3 separate regions of the Mus musculus genome follow, and regions 1 and 2 are each linked to region 3. Evidence: chromatin contacts called from public Hi-C and HiChIP or PLAC-seq data. All regions are on one chromosome and are shown on one strand. Each heading gives the region's core, a stretch centred on a gene start, on an enhancer-like site or on the middle of the called end of the contact. The rest is flanking DNA. Distances are from core to core; before and after follow the strand shown. Region 1 has its middle 20 kb from the start of E130008D07Rik. Region 2 has its middle 25 kb from the start of Gm34627. Region 3 holds the start of Tnfrsf21 (tumor necrosis factor receptor superfamily, member 21).

Region 1 (3,566 bases), core at 1,040-3,539, 120 kb before region 3:
AGTGGGGCGGGGGGGGGGGGGAAGGGGGAAGACAATCCTCTAGCATTATCACTCTCTCTCTCCTGCCTCAAGAAGCTGACATATGAGACTCTGTCGCTCAAAGCCGTGGTTCCCACCTGGAGTGGAAGAGGAAGCAGCGAAACAAGCAGGCAAGTTCAGAGACTCTGAGCTGCTTACGCCCTGGAAGTGCTGCGTGGACTTGGAGAGCAACTTCCTGCAGACTTCCTGTTAGAGAAGAGGACTGGACGTTCAGCTGTGGCTAGAGCAGACCTTCCTTCAGCTTTGTTATCTGAAGCCCAAAGCCTTCCTACCCAATGCCATTGGTTCAAATCATGTTTGCTTGTTTGTTTGTTTGAGACAAACTATTAAGCACTGGTTTACCTGAGACTTTCTAAATATCTAAGTACACACGAAGCTATCCTCAAACGCAGGAAGTTTTTTGACTAATACAAGGAATAGCAGATATTTTATCTTTCTCCTTTTCTCATTTCTCATTATGAGAGGGAGAGTGTGCGAGAGCTCTCACTGACACATGAGGGGGTGTGCATTCATGTGGGTCTCGTTGGCCCTGGGTGTCTCCTGTCCTGCCTCTGCTTCTCAAGTACTGGGATTAAAGGTGTGCACCACCATGTGTAATCCAAAATCATATCTGAGTGAAGTATATCTGGCTAATATAATACACGACCTTCCCTCTTCCCTAAATAGTGATCTGGTTCCTTGAAATATTCTTAGGTTCTTGATAGGATGGAAAATCCTTCCTGTGGAATATCACCTAATTTCTGAAGACCATTCAGACATAAATCTGTGCACTCACATGTGCGTGCGCGCGTGCACGCACACACACACACACACACACACACAGAGCCAGTTATTCCAGGGCATTTGAAACATTATCCTGGTCTCCCTGAATATTAGGCATATCATCTTATTTAGTCCTTTCTTGACTAATATCATTTTCAATTTTTTCTACTAAGGATGACAGAGATGAGCCATTTGAGTGTGACCTTTTCCTTTGCCTGTCCTTACAGAGCCAACAATTCCCACCTGAGTTGGCTGTGTGCCTGGGTGACACTAATGTCAATGACTTGCCATGCCTTTTGTTGAGGATGCCTGTAACTACAGGTTTAGAAACTTTCGCAAGCCCTCAGACAGTGCTTACTTACGGGCATGATTTTTTGCCACCAATTTTAAGTATACCACCAAGTATATTATCCTTATTAACAAAGACTAGATGATTTTTAAATTTTTATTTTTTTATTATTCTCTCTCTCTCTCTCTCTCTCTCTCTCTCTCTGTGTGTGTGTGTGTGTGTGTGTGTGTATGTGTGATGTCATTGATGTCATGTGCCCCAGTGAATTAATCACAAGAGCCTGAGTGAGGGGTTATTTACAATGACATGGGCAACTTATCAGTAGCTACACCACTGAAGAAAACATTACTTTTCTGGGGCAACCATTAATCCTGCCTACCGATACTCATAGAGGAGTGGAGCCTCATGAGCACCCATCCTGAAATCCTCCCTGGAGGAAGGTCAGAGCTGCGCATACATAGCTCTGCGTTTGGTGCTTGGTCTGATCAAGCCCAGCCCAACAGTCATAAACAGTGTCAGAACCTTTTCCCAGGTCTACTCCAGTGGCCTCCTCTACCACAAGGCACTTGACTCACATCTGCTGCCTCGGGGACCTCTTCTCTCTTCTGGGGAGAGGAAGGGCCTGGCCACCGGTATTCACATTGCTTAACCTCTTAGTCAGATCTAGGGACAAAGGTTTGTGTTGCGAAAGGGCAAGTGAAACTTAGCCTAAGGCTGGGTATGGGCTGGCCTTACTTCACAGGGAAACGTCTTCAGTTTATATAATTAACACTTTCCATCTTCCCTTCACAGAATCGTCTGAAGAAAACAAACAAACAAACAAACAAACAAGAAAAGCAGAGTTCCTGAACTCTGAGGCTGATACTAGGACTTATGGCTATTCGGTGGAGCAACTCTCTAGCCTTGATATGGCAACAGCTGTGTCACTTCCCACCCTAGTCACCATTTCTCTAAGGGACCTAACCCTGCATGCTCATCACCACTGATATATTACTCCTCGCTCAAACTTACTAAAAGTTCCAACTCTGTAGTACCAGAGCATTAACGTAAGTGTGGCTAGATCCCATTGAGCGCATGGTGTTGGTGCCATGGCAACACGTGGGCGCATGCGCACGGGTCTGCCCCTGAGTCCACTGCCCTCATCGGTTACATCCCCAAACTGCCAACATTTGTGTTGTCTTTGAAAATCATGAGTCGCTCCTTCCTCCTTCTTGATCTGTCTGAAAGTTGTCCCCACCCATAACTTCCCTGTTTAGCCCCAGCCTGTAGAGAAGGCAGCAAGAAGATGCTTGTATGGGGCAATCCATTTGACCCAGAGAAAAAGAGAACCAAGAGGATGCAGGCAGGATGGGTGATGATTGACTGGGTTTCTTCCTTTAAGATTCATGTTATTTTATTTTACTTTATTTATGTGTATATCTGTGTACGTTTATGCACATGTCTGGGTGCCCACAGAGGCAAGAAAGGGCACTTGATCCCTTGGAACCGGAGGTACAGGTGTTTGTAAGTCACGTGATGGTGATACAGCTGCTGGGAGCTGACCTCCAGTTCTCTGAAAGAGCAGGAAGCATTCTTCACTTCTGAGCCATCTCTCCAACTCCAGGAGTTCTTATAACTAATGGTCTCACAGTGCTACAGAGGCTGAGGAGTGTGATGACCTGTGGGTCACAACAGCAAACCCAGAACAGCTGATAAATTCTAGTCCAAATCCTAATCCAAGAAGCATGGAGGTCTAACACAGGTAAGGTCCAGTCTATGTCTTACTCCACAGGCAAGAGCATTCACGCTCACGCTCAAAAATAGGCAGAGGGAAGACATTTTCCTACCTCTGCGATTTTGCACAACACAGGCCTCCAATGGGTTGGATGAGGTCCACCAGGGCTGGGGAGAGCAATGTATACTTCACTCTGCCAGGTCACGGTAGCACACATCAAAAGACACCCTTGCAGACACAGCCATTACAAATGCTTTTCTAAATACCTGAGCACCCTGGAGCCTGATCAAGTCAGCACATACAACCAACCACAACAACGCTCCTCTCGCTTTTCTGTACCGGTCTCTGGCATCTTCACATCTTCAGGGCATGTTTCTCCTGCTGGCAGAAAGTGAGCTCAGCAAGGTAGCCGTGAGGTCCAGGAATGACATCTGTCTCCATATACTGGCTTCCAGCCTGCCCTTCTTCTTCTGAAGTTGTCACCCACATCCACCCTCCGGGCTCCTCAGAACCTTCCTCCTGTTCTCAACTCTGCATGGGCTCTCTGGCATCGAGGTTCAGACCTCCTGGCTTTCCCTGACTGTAGCTACTCAATGCATCTTGCCCAATAGGAAAACCTGAGGTCTCCACTCACACAGCATGTGGCTATCTCCATAGCAACGTTCTGAGAAAGATTTTTCCCTGTTGTTATTTTACTTATTTGTGATTCTGAACTTCCTCCTCAGCTTATCTTTCTGTTCTGATTTTGTAAAAGCATTTATC
Region 2 (3,530 bases), core at 909-3,408, 75 kb before region 3:
CTACTCCCAGCTCACTTTCTCAGCTTCTTGATTGAGGCTTAGCTTCCTGTTCCAGCTGCCATCTCTTCCCTGTCTTTATGGACTCTCTCACCAAAAGTGGAAGCTCAAATTCTTTTTCCTTAGATTGTCTTGAGTGGTGATATTTTGTCATAACAGCAGGAAAGTGACCAATTCATAGCCCAGGGGTACAGTTCAGAAGTGAGTCCCAAAGGACATGTGTCTAATCTTTGTGACCAGTTTACTATTTAGAAGTAGCAGACACTTTAAGAGGTGCAGCCTAATGGAGGGAAGTTGATTACCTGGGGAAATATTCTTCTAGGGTATACTGAGACTCTGGCCTTTCTTGTCTCTTTTATTCTGGTTGACCACAAGATAAACAGGATTCCTCTGCCAGGCAGCCTCACTGTGTATTGTGTGACTTTTCCTGGAGAGACACAGCAAATGTCTATTTGCCTCAGATAGGGCACTGCCAACGGAACAAAGAAATGATGCTTCTTGCGTCCAGATGAATTTCTTGCAGTTACTTACAGAAGTATGAGTAACCCAAATACAACTGCTCGTGAAGAAGTCCACCCTTGAAAGCTACATCCCTAGAGCTCTCTGCACAAATGCCAAATAGTTGGGCTTCGAGGAGTCTCCTTTCTTTCTGTAAGTCTCCTTTCTTTCTGCTGCTGTTATACAATCCTGCTGGAGGAGGGGTAGGCTTTGTGTGCCCAAAGTTCTATGTCTTTCTTGATCACCTTTCTACCTTATTATCATTTAGGCACAGACTCTCATGGACCCTGGAGCTAGCAAGCCAACAAACCCCTGGGATTCTGCTGTCCCTGCCTCCCCAGCACTGGGAGCATGCATGGGGCATGCAGCACTGCACCTACCTTATTTTCTAACATGGATGCTGAGGATCCGAACTCCTGTCCCCGTGCTTCTGCTGCAGGCACTTTTACCAAGCCCAGCCCCAACCAGTTGTAAGTTTTGACCAGATTTGCTTGGTTCTGGGTGTTTCTTCAGCTCATCAAAGTGTGTTTCCTTCCCTCCTGTGAAATGAGTGATCGACTCCTGTGTTTGTTCTGCCCCTTTCCTGAAAGGTAAAGTCATCCCAGACTACCCAGTTTCACGGGGAAAAAGAAAAACCCAGCAGTGCCTGTATTACCCAAGAGCTTGGCAGCAACACAGGATGCCAGCTGCCCTTTCCCAGAAGAGGCCTGGAGAGTCTGCCTGTGAGCAGGACCTTCAGGTATCTCATTTGCACATTAAAAGGGTAGACAGGAGGCCTCTGAAGGTGCGAGTCTAACCAGCTCCTCTTAGCTGTTCTTGTCCCCATTGGCAGGAACGGAAATTCTCTAAAGATAGTTTTCTAAGTGTGGTCCAAAAACCTGCAAGGGCTTCATTTTTGAATTTCACCACAAACCTCTCCAATCAGATTGTGGGAATCAGCCTTTTTTAAAGAGAACAAGCTGCTCACTCCCGGGTGACTTATTTACATGAAAGTTGGAGAACCACAGATGCTCGCCCAGCTCCTTCCTCTCCTTGAAGCAGTTTCTCCTTGAAAAGCAGCCCTATCTAATTGAGTTCAGCCTAAAACAGCCCACAGGAACTATATTACTCTCTGAAGAAAATGAAAGAAGCTCCGTTTTATGCTAGGCATTCATTTCCATACCCACTAGTCTCTAACTCCATTCCCCGGAAGATAAATTTCCAATAACCCTGACTCAGTCACACCTTCCTCCCCATACATAACACTTGTTATGACTAACTTTTTTTTTTTGCCTCTGTAACTTGTTGCACAGATAACCCAAGATTGTTTTGAGTCGCCTCAATCACTTAATTTGTCAAAATAGAACAGTTGTTACTTGCTTGCCTAGATATTGAAGGTCTTTGTGTGATATTCTCCTTTTAAAGTCCTTCCCCGTAACCCTTCTGCGAAGTAATCTCGAAGTTGGCTCAGAGATTACTCATCCAGCTAGCAGCTAATCAACAAATCTTTTCATTATAATTGGATCGAGTCTGTAGTCTTTTCCCAGGGGTCACAAACTCCTTCTTAGTCCTTCAAATTGGTGAACAGACTCCTTCTCCTGCCTGCCTGCATAACATGGCTTGGATCTCCCAACAGTTGCTTCTGTTTCTTATTCTTCTGGTTGCTCTCTTGTCTCCTCTGCCCTCACACTAGCAGCCTTCCTTTTCAGCTGTCTATACTCCTCAGAGGAAGAAGCGCAAGCCAGAGAAGACCTTTCTATGGTACAAATGGTGCTATCATTAGCTTTAATCAGAAAGTCACATATTTTAGTATTTTATGCTGAATTTTTGTTTTATTTCAGTTGTTTGGTTTGTTTTTTTTTACAGCATCTAATGTGTCCCAGGCTGGTCTCCAACTTGCTATACACCCAAAGATGATTTTGAACTTTTTATCTTTCCTGCCTTCACCTCTGGAGTGAAAGAATTGGGAGATATGCAATGTCACACCCAGTTTCTGCAGTGTTGTTGATCAAATGTCAATGAACTATAACTCCAATAGCTATATGGCTGTTTTGAGACAGGGTCTTACTATGTAGCCCAGGCTAACGTTGAATCCCTCCTCTTCCTTCTCTTCCTCCTCGTCCTCCTCCTCCTCTGTGTTTGTGTGTGTATGACCTTGTGCATACATATGCAGAGGCTGCAGTTGGACATTGGATGCCTTCTTCCACCATTTTACACCTTATTTTTTTGAGATGGAGTGACTTGCCTGAGCCTGGTGCTTGCCAGTTCAGCTAGACTGGCCAGCCAGCAAGCCCCAGGGATCTTCCTGTCTCTGTCTGCCCAACACGGAGACTGTAGGTGTGCACCACAGAGCCCTGTACTTTGCTGTGCCAGGTATCCAAAGGTTCTCAGGCTTGTGTGGCAAATGGTTTACTGACTGAGCCCTCTCCCCAGGCTGACCCTAAGGCCTTGGTCTTCCAGCCTGCAAGTGAGTGCTGGGTTCCAGGTGTGTGCCATCCATCACACTTGACTCTGGGTACTTTAAGAAAGTAGCTGATGGTGCATTGCCTTCTGGGAAAGCTATGCATCATGGGATCACCATATAATGCTAATGTTTAGTTCTCATGCCTACGTTTGTACCACTTACTTAACTTGCATTTGAACTTTACTCATGACCCAGACAGATTTCACTGCCATGTTTCTGCCCACTGTTTCAGGTGGCAACAGGTTTCTGGTCAGTGATCTTATAAAGAGAATGAACAGTCTTAGATTACAGCCACTCGCTCTACCCTTCTTCCCAAAACATACACAACACGGATTCAAACCTAGCCTTGCTAACCTTCTCAGTGAGGGCTTAAACACATTCCTTGGTTTTATGCTTCGGATATTAAGTGTCCCCCACAAAGGCTCATCTATTGGAGGTTTGGGCTTCAGCTAGTGGTATATTCGACCATGGATGTGTTCATAGCTGAATAGACTATAAGGTAGGGAGGGGGTTCTAGCTAGTAGAAGGTCACTGGACCTGTGCCACTGAAGAGTTATCCTGTCCCAAGACTCTTCCTGTGTCTCTCTGCTTG
Region 3 (3,623 bases), core at 1,000-3,499:
GGAAGCAGGTCTAAGACCTTTGGAGGGAACTCAGCAAGGGACCTAACTCAGGTCATTAGGATCAGTGCTTCCTTGAACTCGTTCAATCTAAGACTGTCAATTCAAGTCCACGGTCCCAAAGACTCTCTGATTATTTACTATCCACACTTGTTTAAAGGGCTTGGACTTTGCCATTGTTATAAAAAGACAGAAAAGCGTCTCTCAAGGGACACTGAGATTTACCTCATAAATGCTAAGAACAACAAACTTTCTTTAGCCCTCTCTCTCTCTCTCTCTCTCTCTCTCTCTCTCTCTCTCTCTCTCTCTCTCCCTAAACACACACACACACACACACACACACACACACACACACACACACACACACACACACACACAGAAAGAGAGTCAGCCAGAGAGAGAGACAGAGAGAGACAGAGAGAACCAGAATGTCTGTAGAATGAATTCCCAGGCCATAGCAACTGTCATGCCTTGGGATGGAAGCAGTAGATCTTGGCTGGCCAGGCAGTAAGCCCTTTAGAGGAAGGAGACAAGAGGCCTGCCTTCCCTTACACAGCCCAACCATGAAAACAAGCTCTTTTTTGTTTTTGTTTAGTTTTTAGCTAACAACCTTCATCCTCCCTGCAGGGATGAAAGACATGATTGGTTTATAGCATCTCAAGGGTTTGAATTCAAATTTTCTTCCACCTAATTCCCCACTTGGCCCCAATATTGGAAATAAAGGGCCAGCTGGGGGTAAGTTTTGGATAAGGGATGATGTCAGGTTTTGATCAGATAAAGTGATGGAGGATTGCAATCCGGGCACGCCCCAGATTTGGGTGCTGAGAGAGCCTGCATCATCTTGCTTGGTGACATGTCTAAACACAGAAAGGGAGAAATAAGAAAAGGATGGGGAAAATTAATCGTCCTTTATGTAGCTCTTTCCCCTCCCCCTCGACTGAGAGCCACAGCGCCGGTTGGCTCCAAGCCTGTGCTTTAGAGGCGCCTGGGTCTCTGGGTCCTTCTTCTCCTCCTCCCCCTCCCACCCCACCCCCACCACCCACCCGGGCTCCTTCTTCTTCTTCTTCTTTTGGCTTGCAGAAATCAGGACCCATCTGAACTAAGAGGGAGGAGAGAAGCAAGGAAGCTGAAGCAAGGGGTGGCCTGCGCCCTACTCCGGAAAGCTTCGCGCGCGGAAGCATGCAGCGGTTGCTCGCGTCCGGAGCGCACCGATCCGGCTGTCTCCACTGCGGTAGCATCCGGACATGACATTGCAGTAGCGACAAAGGAGCGGCCACAACCGGCAGCTGGCTACTGACAGGACTACTCGGGCCTCGCACCGCGCCGAGGGTCTGGCAGCGAATGATATTGGGGTGAGGCTGGGTGTTGGGGTGCGAGATAGGCCGAGTCGGGGGCAAAAACCCAAAAATGCGCAGGACCTCGAGGCGGACACCTCTCGCGCCTCCTTCAAGCAGCCAGATTGCAAGAAAAATAATTCTTTAACACTCACTAGCCTTAGCTCACCACACACACACACACACACACACACACACACACACACACACACACGATCTAGTAGGAGTCCTCCTCGGTCTGGCTATTGCCTTGTAACCAACCCTTCCAACCCGTCTGGTCCCACCGCGCGCCTCCGGCACTACGGGCCCGAGGACCCGCCCGGCTCCCGGACACAGGCTCGAACGTAGCCGCCACCCTAGGGTCCCCTCCTATCGCTCACCAGGAGAAGAGAGCCGGCGACCATCGTGGCTCCGACTTGGCCGGCGGTGCGGCTGCAAGAGGCGAGGGCGGTGATGCTGCTTGCCCGGGTCCCCATGGCCGAGCTCGGGGCTCGCAGCGGCGCCCGGGGCGCTCGGCCCCACGGCAGCTGGAATTGGTGGCTGTTTCTGCCCAGCGCCGCATCCACCGCCGCCTCACGGGCGGTGAGCCCATCTACCTCCAGCAGCCCATGTGCACTGCAGCAGCCAGGCACCCAGGCGGAAGAGGGAGGCAGCAGGGGAGGCTCCGAAAGGCGCTCAGCACCTGCCCAGGGGCGCTGGCGCCCGGGCGGTGAGAAGCAGGCGCGCTCGCAACCCGCGCCTCCCGGTGCTCTCCAACGACAGCGGCTGCGGAGAACCAGAGAGCAGGGCTAGCCGCGACAGTGCTAAAGAGCGACTTCCCATAGCGAAGCTTCCAGCCACTATCAAGCACTCGCCTCCTCCGCTGCCTAGACCGGCCGGCGAGGGACTGAGTCGGATGGCCACTCAGCTCGGGGACACACGTGGTGGCGCCGAAGGGGCGGAGAACGACCCTTTGTGATGTCACCCGGGAGGAGGCCGGGCTCTTTGTGCAGATGGAAAGAACTCAAGGCGCTCCAGAAACCGAGGGGAAGGAGAGGGTGCCCCTTGGCGTTAGCTGGAGGAATTGCGTTTGCTTGTTAACCTGCACACACCCCTCACCCCGACTTAACTTTAAAAAAAAAAAATGATTCCAAGTAGATTGTATGTAAAACAGAGACTATTTTCTTTTCCTAACATAAATATTAACAACAGCCAATATAACTTGCGCATAATGGCGCAGGCCTGTATTTTCATTGCCAGGAAAGCTGAGGAAGGAGAATTTGAAGTTGGAGGGAAATTCTGAGCTACACAGAAAACTCCTATCTCATGCATGCATGCATGCATGCATGCATGAATGAATGAATGAATGAATGAATGACCTGAGCATAACGGTGCCATTAAGCACTCTGTATAATGAGAATATGAACTTCTCCAATTCCAGGCCAGCCAAAATTGGAGTTCTACACAAGCCTGGCTTACAGAGCAAAATCCAGTCTCAGAAATCAATCAATCAATCAATCAATCAATCAATCAATTAAAGGAGCTAGAAAAAAAGCAAAAACCATGGAGCTTACATCAATTGCCAGACACAAAGAGACGTGTGTGTTGGTTCCCAAACTGCTGTGTTTTGAGGTCTGCTGTGTTCTCACAGTGGAGCAAAAGGAAAAAGCAAGTGTAGTCTCGGCATTTATGTGTGGCTCCCCTGCTTCCTGACTGCAGACCCGGTTTAACCAGCTGCCTCCTCTCCTCTCCTCTCCTCTCCTCTCCTCTCCTCTCCTCTCCTCTCCTCTCCTCTCCTCTCCTCTCCTCTCCTCTCCTCTCCTGCAATAACTGTATCCCTGAAACTGTTAGCCAGAAGAAACCTCCCCGTCTCTCAGTATTGTTGGCTATTTGTTCTCAGCAGTGAGGAACCTGGACAGAAACAACACTAAGCATCCCTGACAGGGAGTTGCCATGGTAGGAGCCCTATTTCCTTCCTTGCCAGTTACTACATGGAGAGTTGGTTCTTTTTCTCGGCATTCTTTGGAAGAATGAGATGTATTTAAAAATTAATATGAGGATTAATCCTACTCTCATCTTTCAAACATCTGCCAGTTAAAGAAATAAAACATATATTTAAAAAAGCTTGACCATAAACCCTGAAGGGGAATGCTGTAATATTAAGTTTCCAGTAAAAAATTTTTTTAAATTCTGAAAAATACTATCCTTAAATACAGAATTTTGTGAAAGGGGGTGATATTTCAACTTGAAATTCTCAAACTCTCTCCGAGGCTTCCAAAAGTGAAGGGGGATTACTATGTCTTCATGTATAAT

Evidence for each region. Hi-C and Micro-C count contacts between places; a contact is called where the count stands out from the background. HiChIP or PLAC-seq counts read pairs in DNA pulled down with a chosen protein or histone mark.
Region 1: a Hi-C map of peritoneal macrophages shows a contact between it and region 3, with 8 times the contacts expected there. The contact joins the enhancer-like site here to the promoter of Tnfrsf21 in region 3. A contact is called at or near these places in 11 of 39 promoter capture datasets (3T3-L1-derived adipocytes, the C10 cell line, the HPC-7 cell line and 6 more), 28 of 484 Hi-C or Micro-C datasets (B cells, the Ba/F3 cell line, the C10 cell line and 17 more), 22 of 115 datasets of contacts at active chromatin or transcription factors (the HPC-7 cell line, acute myeloid leukemia, bone marrow-derived dendritic cells and 14 more) and 5 of 9 other capture datasets (adipose tissue, embryonic stem cells, liver and 2 more).
Region 2: a contact with region 3 is called in an H3K4me3 HiChIP or PLAC-seq map of fetal liver, with 2.7 times the contacts expected there. The contact joins the enhancer-like site here to the promoter of Tnfrsf21 in region 3. A contact is called at or near these places in 4 of 39 promoter capture datasets (the HPC-7 cell line, embryonic stem cells, erythroid cells and 1 more), 1 of 15 datasets of contacts at CTCF or cohesin (embryonic stem cells), 22 of 484 Hi-C or Micro-C datasets (ECoMG myeloid progenitors, bone marrow-derived dendritic cells, cerebral cortex and 10 more), 14 of 115 datasets of contacts at active chromatin or transcription factors (the HPC-7 cell line, PVALB interneurons, VIP interneurons and 8 more) and 4 of 9 other capture datasets (adipose tissue, embryonic stem cells, macrophages and 1 more).

What each region holds. Positions count from the first base shown.
Region 1 is chr17:43,136,729-43,140,294 of GRCm38.p6, reverse strand. No RefSeq gene overlaps it. Among named protein-coding and RNA genes, the nearest start is that of E130008D07Rik, 20 kb to the left of the region's middle. Within about 2 kb of position 2,289, at least 108 of the 459 cell types and tissues checked have an H3K27ac peak or open chromatin away from gene starts, as enhancers often do. A contact at or near this core is called in acute myeloid leukemia, adipose tissue, bone marrow-derived dendritic cells and 13 more, where this site is marked.
Region 2 is chr17:43,090,434-43,093,963 of GRCm38.p6, reverse strand. No RefSeq gene overlaps it. Among named protein-coding and RNA genes, the nearest start is that of Gm34627, 25 kb to the left of the region's middle. Within about 2 kb of position 2,158, at least 11 of the 459 cell types and tissues checked have an H3K27ac peak or open chromatin away from gene starts, as enhancers often do. A contact at or near this core is called in PVALB interneurons and fetal liver, where this site is marked.
Region 3 is chr17:43,015,181-43,018,803 of GRCm38.p6, reverse strand. Tnfrsf21 (tumor necrosis factor receptor superfamily, member 21) reads right to left here and starts at 2,249. Exons shown (of 6, transcript NM_178589.3): 1 at 1,712-2,249. The coding sequence starts at 1,807.